Linked DNA regions of Anas platyrhynchos: region 1 is linked to region 2. The links are chromatin contacts, called in public Hi-C maps. All regions are on one chromosome and are shown on one strand. Each heading gives the region's core, a stretch centred on a gene start, on an enhancer-like site or on the middle of the called end of the contact. The rest is flanking DNA. Distances are from core to core; before and after follow the strand shown.

Region 1 (5,786 bases), core at 2,930-5,429, 46 kb before region 2:
CAACATCAGAGAGCTCATTTGAAAACACAACCTCAGAGCTCTGCTGAAGGCAGAACACGGCTTTCCATCCACCGGGCTTTACGACTTCAGAGGCTCAGCTCAAAATACACGCAGATAAGAGAGCTATTTCCCAGGTCAAACACCTGAGAATATAATTGCAGCTTACCTGCAGGGCGAATACACCTGAGCAGGCTCCTGCTTGATTCTCCCCCGCATCAGCTGGAGCTGAGAAAGTGCTTCAGGAGGAGCCCCTCGGGGTAGTGAGGGTTCCCTGAGGGATAAACCTGGCCAGGACCCACTTTCCCTGCAGCCTCGGCCACCTGGGCAGCCAGCAGCAGCCCTGCTTCCACTTCTTTTTCCCATTTTTATTGCAGCTTGGGTACTTTGAGCAGTGAGGAGGAACGCTGCGGTTTCTGCCTGCCCCCAGATGGTGAGAAAAGGGGCCTGAGACAAATTCGGCTGGGTCTTACATTACAGATTGCCCACAATTTTAGGCACTCGGAGACACAAAGAAACTATGTGGAAATAGAACTACTCCCTGGCACCAGCTGGGGCAAATCCTGCCCCTGGAGAGGCTTTGCCCCTTTTGTCTGCACCAGGACCAGACCAGCTCCCCTTCCCCAAGCAGCTAACACAGCGTTTGGAAGCAGAAATTAACATTTTGGCACATTATTGAGTGAGGCCAGCATGTCCCAAAGCACCAGTCCTCCACCTGAGGCTGGCTGCTGGGGTTTTGCACCGATGGCTGCACACAGAGGGAGGTGCAGGAGGGGCAAAGCCCCCCAAATCCCAACCTGAGTGGGGTTGCCCATTACCGATCTCTCCCTCCTCTCTCTCCACCAACCTCTGCAGCACCGCCTCTGCCCGAGCTTGGCCCCATACTGGTCCCAGTATTCATTACTGGGGACTTTGGAGCACGGCGAGCTGCCTGAAGGAGAAGGGGCTCTCCAGGCTCTGCTTTTCCAGCCTGAAACACATCAAACGGCGTCATTCCCGACAGGCAGCAGGCTTTGTGCAGGACCTACAGCTCCTGGGGAGAGCCCCTCACCTCCACCCCAAAATTACAGCAACCAACGCCACCGAGCAGCTCCGCACCCGGTGCCTTTCCCAAAAATGAGCTTGATGCTGCTGCCCATACGGCGATGGGGAGAGAACATCGTGTCTTGTGCAACCAGCACCGAGACCTCCTAGGGCAGAAATATTAATGTGAAAACTTTACTCTTCTTCACTGACAAATCTTCCTCAGCCCGGGCACGGCATCCCCCTGCAGGTCCTGGTGTGATGGGCAGGGGTTTTCACCCGCCTGGCCTGGCGCAGATCCCACCCAGGGGCCAAAATCCACGCTGCTATCGCCCCGTCCCGCTAAGCTAACGACCGCAGGACTTCAGCCCCTGCTGTCCCTGTCCCTTCCCGACTCAACCCTGCACCCGTGCCTCTGGGCTCTTATCAGCAAAGCGGGTCCCAGCCTCCAGCGACGCCTCCCGCTGCGGCTGGGGGCTGCGGGGGCTCAAGGAGAGGCTGTTCCCAAACACGGGGAGCAGGAGGCTGTGGCTAGAGGCACCGCAGAGCACCAGGGCTTCGTTTGCCAGCAGCCCCCTGGGCAGACCCTGCGAGATAACACGGACTTTGGGCCCCCCGGGGCAACCTTTTGCATGATTTCTTATTTAGGTTCCAGCAGCGCAGCCTTAATGGAGAGGAGGAGCTCTGGGTGGTTAATGCTGCACTGCCCGTGGTTATCTGTGCACCAAGCTGGAACAACCCCAGCTGGACGGGGTTCTCGGAGCCCCCAAACCACTTCCCCAAACCAGGGCTCTCACTCTCAGCCTGTCTCTGCCAGCCTGGCCTCCCTCCGGGGAGCTGGAACATGGCACGGCCACAAACCTGGGGATGTCACTGCCCCCCCTCTCACCCCTTTTAGCTCACGGTTCCCATCATCACAGCACCCTTCCGCCCCCGAAGTGTTGCAGAGAGCAGAGACCCAGGGCGTGCAGTTTTACTGGAATTAGCTGAGCCCTGCTGACACCCCGGGACGCTGCAGGCACCAGAGGCAAAGAGCTGGGCACTGGGACAAGAACCGGCCGAGGAAAACGGTCACTGCCCTCCAGTACCCCCGGCACAGCACCAAAAGCAGTTTCTTTACCTCCTGCTCTCCCGAGATCCAAACAAAGCACTTTTGCACAACAGGGCAGCCACGAAGCGAGGCACTGATTAACCAACACATCCGTGGCAGCGGACGCACTCGCCGAGTCACTGTTACAAAACCCCAAGGGTTCCAGTGGCAGCGGCACACCCAGCCACCCCGCAACACGTGGAGCCCTGGGGCTCGCTCTGTGCGGGATGCTCGGGTGTCCTCTGGCTTCCTGAGATGGGAAAATCACCTCCAAATCGACTCCTGTAATTTCCTTGCCCAGAGGCTGCTCTAAAACCCCTTGGCAGGTCCCTCTGGAGGGCAGCGGGGTGTCTGTGAGACTGGCCTCAGCTCCCCTACAATGCAAAACCAGCGGCGCGGATGACAAACTCAGGAAGGGAATTTACTTCCATCCAGCTTCCTCCAGAGCTGGCACACCGCTGCGTGGTCATGTAACAGCTTGTCCAAAGCAAATAGCAAAAAAAAAAAAAAAAGGAAGAAAAAAAATAAAAAAGCAAACAGCTGCACATTACTGAGAGCTATGACCAGAGGCAAAGGCAAAGGTGGCACCTGAAAATTACAGCGGCTTTGCTCCCGAGCAGCCTCACCTGAGTTTCCATCCCCGTTCCCCACCCGCTGCTGCACCGCTTGGTCTTCGCCCAGGTGCTCTGCGGCTCCGCCAACAGAGCTATTGGGATTTTCCAAATTTTGAGCCTCTCCCCAGAGGAAATATTGCCGTGCTTTTTTTTATATTTATTTATGGAAGGAAATCTGGGTATTTTTAAACAAGCCTGCAACGCCCCACGGAGCACGCAGCTCTGAAAGTTTATCCTCCCTTTTTTTTTTTTTTTTTTTTTCCCTTTCTCGTCACACCTCGAAAAAGGCAAAGCGCAGCTCGTTCTTCTTGGCTGTTTTGTGTCGTTTTATGGCTCCTCTGAGTCAGTTTCCTCCCCGGCGATCAGCAGCAGCAGGGCTGGCATTGCCCAGCCATGGCTGGGGACAGCCCCGCGCCGCCCGGCTGCTGGCTCCCAAAACTTTGCCGGATCCATCACGGGCCGGGATGGTTGTGAAGCACATCACAACCCAGCAGCTCATAAAAAAGGGCTTCGGATGTGAAACACGGGGTGGGTTGGCAGCGCTGTGCCCCCTGATTCTGGAGGGCAGCTTATTAAGGAGTGGGGCTCATGGGGTGCCCCGTGCCACCCCACTGGCCTCACCACAGCATGGCATGGTGTTGGGACACCCCATAACCCACAGCAAGCTTCCCAGAGGGGTTTCCCTGTGGAAACTTGTACGTGCCCAGAGCATCCCTCGCCCCGCAGGTGTCACAGCAGGCACAGGGGGACCCAGGCTGTGTGATTGAACCCCATTCCTCCAAAACCCTTGTGTTGACACAGAAAGCCCCAGGTGCCAAGGCTGCCCGTGGGTGCTCGTGCAGCTTTTTTTGGCTGTGCCCACCTGGGGCTGGGGGCAACCCTCAGCCCGCTTCTCCCCAGCGCACCCAAGATGGAGGGAAGACCACCTCATCCCCACAGTGTGGGGGGGGAAGATTTCCCCTTAGGGTTTCGCCCCCAGCCGTGGGCGACCCCGACCCCATCCCCACACCGCCCCCAGCCCCGGGGGGCACCCCGGGCACTCACCGCCGCCCCGGCCGAGGCTCTCCCTCAGGAACTGCCCGCTGGAGAGGTGCTGCAGCCCGAAGCTGCGGGCGATCCTCTCGCACACCGTCCCCTTGCCCGAGCCGGGGGGGCCCAGCACCACAGCCCGAAGCACCTTGGAGGCCATCTCCCTGCGGGGCAGCCCCCCCCCCCCAGCACCCCCTCCCCCCAAAAAATCTCTCGCCTCACGCAGCCTCCCCCGAGGGGGGATGCGGAGCTGCGAAGGGGGCACGCAGGGGGGGCCCCGCCGCCTCGCCGCCCCCCACCACGGGACCCCGCATGCCGGGGAGCCCCGCAAAATGGCGTGTTAATGAGGGGGGGAGGGAGCCGAGGCGAGGCGAGCCGTGCCGAGCTGCTCACTCGCCGCCCGTACACATCAGCACGGAGCAAGGAGGGGGGGGGCACGGCCGCCCCCTCGGGCCGCCCCCTCGGGCTGGGCACCCTGGGACTTGTAGTCCTGTAACCCCCCCCTCCTTATAGATGGGGCAGGGCTGGGCTCGGTGCCGCCTCATGGAGCTGTGGTGACAACGGGGGGAGCACCGGGGGCAACGGGGAGAGCACCGCGGGGCGCCCCCTCGGTGTGTGTGGTGTGAGGTGGTGATGGGGGGGGGGGCTGTGAGGGGACACCCGCGCGTGAATTATATGTACTTGAACCATATGTGCGTGAAATATATGTGCGTGAAACATATGCGCGTGCACGATATGCTTGTGCACGACATGCGTGTGCACGATATGCGCGTGCACGATAGGCGTGTGCCCCCCCCCCCCCAACCCCCGCCTCAGGAAGCGGCGGGCGCATCACATGGCCGCGCGGCGCTGCCATAAACACGCCAAGATGGCGGCCCTCACGCCGCCCGCCCGCCCGTGCTGCGTCACGGCGCCCCCCGGCCCCGCCGCCAGCCCTCAGGTGGGTCCGGCCCGGCCCGGCCCTCAGGGGGGCACCGCGCTGGGTTTGGGGGGGCTTCCAGCGGGGATCCCCTTCCTCCGAGACCCCCCCACACCCGGTTTCGGTAGAGCTGGCCGGGCGCGGTGCTTCCTCCCCCCCCCCCCCCCTTCTTCCCCGTTGCGCACTGCTGTTTTGGGGGATTGGGGGAGCGGGCGGGGGGCTGCGGGGCGCTTTGGGGGCCCCATGGGGGGCTTCGTGTGAGGCTGTGGCGGAGGAGGGAAGGGGAGAGGCGCTGGGGGCTGTGGGGTTACCGTGAGCCCCCCCCCGGGGTGCTGCTGAGGGAGGAGTGCTCGGTGCTGGGTGCTGGTGCCCGGCCAGGGTGGGTTGGGGGCGGTGAGGGGCACGCGGAGGGGACAGGAATCCTATAAAACAGCCCCAAAACACGGCCAGCAGCCGGCCCCCAGGGGCTGGAGAGGGGGAGCAGAGCTTCGGGAGCAGCCAGGCCACGCCGGGGGGCTTCAGAAAGAAGCAAGGGGTGGCAGCCTCCACCAACAACCAGATATTGTTAAATAATCCTACAGAGATACCCAGGGCACGGGGCGGTGTGCTGGGTCCCCAGCCGGCTAAATGTTTTGTTTAAAAAGCAGGGAGGGCTCTCCAGACGGTGACGAGGAGCCAAGTTCTGCGTTTTCGCACACCTGTTTGCTTTCCGCATCGTGGCGCGGCTGGAGCGAGGCGAAAATCGGCGTGAGAGGAGAGGCAGCAGGTTTGGGGGATCCCCCGGGGGAAATGGCACTGGCCGCGAGCGGGTGCCCAGCAGAAGAGGGAGTTGGGTGGGACCGCGCACCTCTGTGGTCACGGAGCTGCTTGAAACAGCCCACGAGTAGCTGCTGGATCTGCTTTAAACAGCCCACGAGTAGCTGCTGGAGCACGGATAAAATCTTCAGATGAAGACACACCTGAACTACCAAGCGGCACCTCTTCTCTTCCCACCTCAGCCTCCAAAATGTGGGATTCCCCATGCCACTCCTCTTCCATTCTGTTGAAATCAGTAGATTTTTTTTTCTACTGGAATAATGTGGCGTGAAAAGGCTTCAGAGTGGCAGTAAATAAT
Region 2 (5,964 bases), core at 2,772-5,271:
CAAGAACCCATATCCACGAAACAGTAGGTGACTGAACTGTATAACAGCTAAATTGAAAAAAATGGCTCAGAAATGTTTTATCATATCAGTAGTTTGCATGTTTCAATTTCCATTTGAAGTGTTCGCAGTGAACTGTACTCCTGCTGAAGTCAATGGGAATTTTGCTTTTAGCTTGAAAGGAGAAAGCCACACGCTGTTGCTTTTGAAATTCTCCTCTAGGACTGCAGGGGAATCCATGTGGCCTGACTGCAGGTGGCAGTTACTAGACGGGAGAAAGCATCAGAAAATCAAAGCCAGTGTTGGCAGGATCTTTATCCTCCACGCATACCAAGGGGCTGAACTTCAGGGGGTGATGTAAGAATAGAGCACGTTCCCTGTTGAGATACATGGGGCAGAATGGGTGTACTGGCTCTCATCCACTGCAAAGTGAAAGCAGCAGAACTGACAGCTCTTGAGCACTGCCACATTCACTAGCTAAAGGAAAGATGTCCCTCCTTTTTGGTATATTTTTCGTTATTCTATTTTGATAGAAATCCAGTTCTGCACGTTATGCTGCTTTTTTTCCTTTTTTTTTTTTATTTTGACTATTCTTGCATCAGTATGAGCTTTAAGTTTGCAGTGTAGGAGAGAAATATATAGAAAAAGCTTTGCTTTTAGGAATAATTAGTCTAGAAACTTTCTGAAGTTTCTGAACTTTCTGAAACTTAGCCCATCTTCCTGAAGGAAGCGCACTAATCATCACGTTTTTGTTGATTCTTCAAGGAACAACTATAAGAAAATAAGCTTCTGTGTAACACCCATCCTTGGCATAAAATGTAATAATCACATATACGGTCAGTTTAGGCTGCAGAGAAAAACATTTCCAAAACTGGGTGCTCATATAGCTGTATGCGTTGTGATATCTTTTTTTCCTGATAATCACTATCACTTGCACATGCTAATGAGGGAACTGGCACATGTAAGCCTCAGGCTGTGCATCCCGACTGTTTTCTAAGCTTGTTGGAGAAGAGCAGCCACTTTGCTTATGCAGATATGAAAAGAGAGCTTTGTAAATGGGATCTTTGAACGGTAAAATATTCCAATTCTGGTTACAACTTGTGCTATACTGGAATTGTTACTATTATTGGATGAATTGTTATGAGAAAAAAAGTACTGCCAGTTTACAACAAGATCTTGGCTTTTCAAAGAATTGTGGTACTGATACCTGTATTTAAAAGAGGAAGAGGGTACTGTAGTATTTTCTTTTTTCTGCAACACTGCATAAATGCTGTTATTAGCAGCATTAATGACTTAACCTCAGCTAATCTTGGATTTAAACAGCCGTGATTAAGTTTGGCAGATAAACACCCTACAAGAGTGGAATTGAGTGACTCTTTAAAGAAAGCTCTGAGGACTCTAAAAGCTTGTTACAGGGCATTAAGTGCCTTTTCTTGATTTAAGAGATGAGTCAGATTAACAGTATACTGATAATAAAAAATAATAAATTATTCGTATAATCTGAATCTGGGACATTTTCCCCTGATACTGGAATTCTTTGATGAGGTCTGCTCTTCTCTGCAGAAAAAAGAGAGTATTTTAAACATACAATTGTGGGAATTTAATCCTCTGATTAGAAGTTTGATGCTTTGTTGTTAATTTAATTTTAATCTGATTCTTAAAAAATATTTTCCACTGTGTTTAGTGTTTGTATGTTTCCACTTTGGATGGGTGATGAGGACTCACTCCAGGAACTTCCATAAATTTAGGTGCTAAAATCTAGAGATTCCCGTCTCCCCAGGAATACTGCAGTGCCTTGGTGAAGTGGGGTTTTCCTTTCTTTCATTTACTGTCTATTTGGTGTCTTGGCTTGGAAACCTGAACTGAGAGAGGGCTGAGCACTGAGGAATTATGAACAGCACAGGATTGTGAAACTCTTCTCTAAATAAATGTTTGTTCAGAGCTCTGCAAGAGGCATAATTCCTTTTGAAAAAGGAAAGTGGGCTGGGCTTTTTCAACAGTGCACTGCATTAGATTGTACATAATCATTCCGAGACTAAATCAGTTTTATGTTGACCTTACTTCTGAAATTTCAGTGAATTGATAGGTTTGATTTTTCCTATTGAAATTATATTTATAGAAAATGAAGGTATGTGACTTAGTAGTTTGAGATGCTTTTAGATGTTAGATTTTTCTTCCACTGCTGAAAGCTTTGTGTTGCATTTCTGATAGCATGGACTTCCCATCTTCCTCTTCTCCCTGGAAAATCCATGCTACTTAGTATACTCTTGGTGCTATTTTGAAAGGACTTGCTTTTTACTAGAAACTTTGTAACAGGACCCATATTTGCATCAAGTGAAAAAGGAGCCTACAGCATAAGAAACCACAGTATTTTGTAATATCCTGACTAATTAGCTCACAAGCTTAACTATTTCATAGCTGGATGGTGTTTAAGCCAGAAGTTTAAAGTGTTTGTTGGCATAGCGAAGGGACCCAAGGCATGGGTTTTGGAAATCTGGAAAAGAAGGGTTGTCAGAGTCACCCACAGGTGAAAGAGAAGAAAGAGCAGGTGCCCTTCCAGCATTTCACCACTCCTTGGCCAGACTGAATGGATCTCCTTTCCAGGTCTTTTGCAGGACTTCTGAATCCAAAAACTTGTGCTCCCATTTCTGCCTTTGAAAGTGGAATAATAATCATCTTTCTCTCCTTGCCACAAATCAATCAGTCCCTTCAAGGCAGAGGCTCTCCTGCTTTGTTTATATGGCTCCACAAACAATGGGGCTTTAGTTTTTATTGTAATTTATAAGTCTTGTTTTAATCATGGCAGTCTAATAGGTAAAGGAACAAATTCTTCACTCAGTTACAAACAATACGTGATACCTTGCCCATAATTGTTTTCAGGAAATAACAAAACAATTGGTGTTATTAATTATCAGTCATTTTATAAAGTAGCATGTGGAAAAAAAGTAATTTCCTGGAGGCAGAAGGATTTGCTTTCCTTTTGCTTTTTGTGCTTAAATCAAAGGATTTGGTATCTTACAGTATCTTACAGGATGTGTTGGGAGTTTTTACCGTAGTTGTGTGTTGGTGTTCCTACCCATGCTATGTATGGAAGCTTTTTGGGTCTTAAAAGGACTTATTAAAAAGAAAGAGAGGACAGAAACATGATACAGAGAGTATCTTTAAGACTAATTGATAATTTTTCATATGGGTAGTCAACTTACTGTGCAGGTACGTGGTGAAAACACGTGGTCTCAAACTAAGAACACAAATTTTCTTTTGCTCTTTAAGATCCTGAGTCTGCACTGAGGGTGGTACACACCAACCTTGACCACTGCAGAACTGGGACTCAATCCAGAGACAAATCATGAAATTCTAGTCACATATTTCAGAACGTGCACACTTGCATGAGGGTTGTCCTGTCCTGTAGCGTTCGTAAGCATTTGCTGACTGATTTGCTGTCTGCTTGCTCTCTTCCTGTCTTCCAGGATACGCCTCTTGCAATTTGTATTGCGTTACATTCGAATTGAAACTGGGCAACATTTTGATTTGTTACTTAAACAGATTTGTTATTTGTGATTTTCAAATGTGCCTGTAGTTTATAAGGTACTTCATCTATTCCGCTTTTTCTTTCAATACAGAAAATGTGTATTTCCAGGTCAGGAGTTCAATATAACTTATTTTTTTTCCACTCAATTTTCTTTACTTCTCCTTTGGTGTGCAGTGCTTATTACCTTTCACATTCATTTGTCTTTTTCCTTTGTAAGTTGATCTCAATTTAGTGTTATTTTGGTCACGCAAGCTCCTTATGACTTTGCTGATGGCACATTTAGGCAGACGTTAAAACCTTAGCTGTCATGAATTTGTGGTAACATTCTGTGGAGCTCACTGTGGTCACTGTCCATCAGGGAAGCCTCCTTTTGCACCTCCCTTTGTATTAATAAGTACTTCTGCATTGTTTGCTCTGGGTAGAGCCAAATGCTTCTCTGGAGTTAGTGGTGTATTCTAGCAGAAATCCCTCCTACTTAGCGGCTGGATAAATCTGCTCTCCTGTAACCTTTTAATTGTAAGTACGTCATGATCACGTGCAAGGCGTGAACGCTTGCAAAAGGCACATTGATTCAAACCAGATTTAACTAAGCTTTATGTGATTTACAATCTTAATAGAACTCAGAAAGAAATCTCTGCAGCAATTCAGACAAAGATTTTTCAAAAGCTTCTGACAGACTCTTGATCTCAACAATTTCATTCGCTTGCAGCAGATGCCAACTCTTTTAGCAGGTTTTCAAAAAGCCTTGTGTGCAGATAGAGTAAAAAGCTTATTTGTTAAACACACAGAAGATTGACTGTGTCCCTTTAAAGCTGGATGATTTGAATTAGTGTCGTTTTCACCATCTCCATCCAAAACCAAAGGGAAGCAGAAATTCCAGTGCATAACTTCCAGTGCTTCCAGCTGTGGCCTGGAGGGAGGCACTCAGCGGTTATGGAGGAGGAGGTCTGAAGCCATGTTAACCCTTCAGATGAGTCATTTTAATTTGGAATGCAAATATCAACTATTGGTTAATGCACAGCAGAGGCATAGCCTCTTACACTGAGGCAGAAGACTGAAGGTTTTTGGCATGTACCTCGTTTTGCTTTGCAAGTTTAGAATATGTATCTAATATAAATTGAGGATTTTCTCTCGGATTTTTAAAGTTTATTTCTCTTTTTCTTGCAAGATACTACTTTACAAACTGGCATGGGACTAGTGAAAATGAACCCTCTGTGTGGAGGCATTCACCAAAGAAGTCAAAAAACTCTTATGAGAAGAAGCATGTTCCAGAAGGAACCCCGATCCTTGACGCAAACTCATTAGAATACATCTTTGCACAGGTAAGAGATTGCATGCAAGTGTCTGTGCCATTCCACTAACACAACAATTATTTGATCCAGTAGGAATTGTCTGCTTTAAAGAACTATTTTCAAGCTTTAATGTGTGTTTGACCTTACCTGTTGGCATTGGTCGTACTTCACACTACGTGGAGAAAAGAGAATTTGCTCATGGAGAACAACCAGGCCATGTGCAGAACATGTAACGGAAACTGTCTCACAGTCCAAAAACGTAGCCACAGGCTATGTTTTTACAACACAATTGCTTTATTAACTGTTTCTTATATAAATGCTATACCTTTTCTTTTGTGAAAATTGTGCACATGATGCCATCCATAGAGTCATAGAATGGCTTGGGTTTGAAGGGACCTCAAGGATCATCTAGCTTCAACCCCGCTGCCATAGGCAGGGACGCCACCCACTAGATCAGGTTGCTCAGGGCCTCATCTAAGCTGGCCTCGAACACCTCCAGGGATGGGGCATCCACAACTTCTCTGAGCAACCTGTTCCAGTGCCTCACCACGCTCATTGTCACACAGCCTGCTTGCATGCAGTTTTTCTTTCCTTCTGTTGTGCCTCCCAGTTGCTGGTGGCATGCTGCGTGCTGGTTGTGGCAAGTAGGTGCAGTTTCTATTTCAGCAAGCTTGTGTTGCTAATCAAAAATTGCTCTGCTGTGAAACCACACTGTGAGAAAATGCCCAGGTAGCTACAGCTAGAAATACATCTTAATGGTACCACTTGCATTCTAAAGTAGTAAGAAGCAAGGGGTTTCTTTTGTGAAATCTACCTAATTTGTGCCTTGTTTTATATCAGCATATAACATGCTGCAAAGTGTTTTTTGTCTTTTTTTGTATTTTTTTGTATTTTTGTATTGCCAGAAAAAAGGATAAAAACAATGAGTAGGGACCTTAGTGAATATTGCCAGACGATAGAGACTGTGTATGGGATGGATGTGCTGTGATGATGTTTGCAATGATTCCACCTGTTCCACAAATCATCATTTTAAGAAACTTTTCTCAGGCACAAGTGTTGATGTTTCTTCTCGAGTAGGCAGGCTTTGTGGGATAACTAGTGCTTGCCTACATTCCTGTTTCATTGGTCTAAGAGAAGATGGCATCT

Evidence for each region. Hi-C and Micro-C count contacts between places; a contact is called where the count stands out from the background.
Region 1: a contact with region 2 is called in a Hi-C map of subcutaneous adipose tissue, with 2.0 times the contacts expected there. The contact joins the promoter of AK4 here to the enhancer-like site in region 2. A contact is called at or near these places in 3 of 8 Hi-C or Micro-C datasets (liver, skeletal muscle and subcutaneous adipose tissue).

What each region holds. Positions count from the first base shown.
Region 1 is chr8:37,730,036-37,735,821 of IASCAAS_PekinDuck_T2T, reverse strand. AK4 (adenylate kinase 4) reads right to left here and starts at 4,179. Exons shown (of 5, transcript XM_027462400.3): 1 at 3,769-4,179. The coding sequence starts at 3,913. It overlaps LOC119717668 (a long non-coding RNA gene), which reads left to right and starts at 4,279. Exons shown (of 2, transcript XR_005267672.2): 1 at 4,279-4,693; 2 at 5,320-5,786.
Region 2 is chr8:37,683,473-37,689,436 of IASCAAS_PekinDuck_T2T, reverse strand. It overlaps JAK1 (Janus kinase 1), which reads left to right. Exons shown (of 25, transcript XM_027463789.3): 5 at 4,695-4,848. Among named protein-coding and RNA genes, the nearest start is that of JAK1, 32 kb to the left of the region's middle. Within about 2 kb of position 4,021, at least 1 of the 8 cell types and tissues checked has an H3K27ac peak or open chromatin away from gene starts, as enhancers often do. A contact at or near this core is called in subcutaneous adipose tissue, where this site is marked.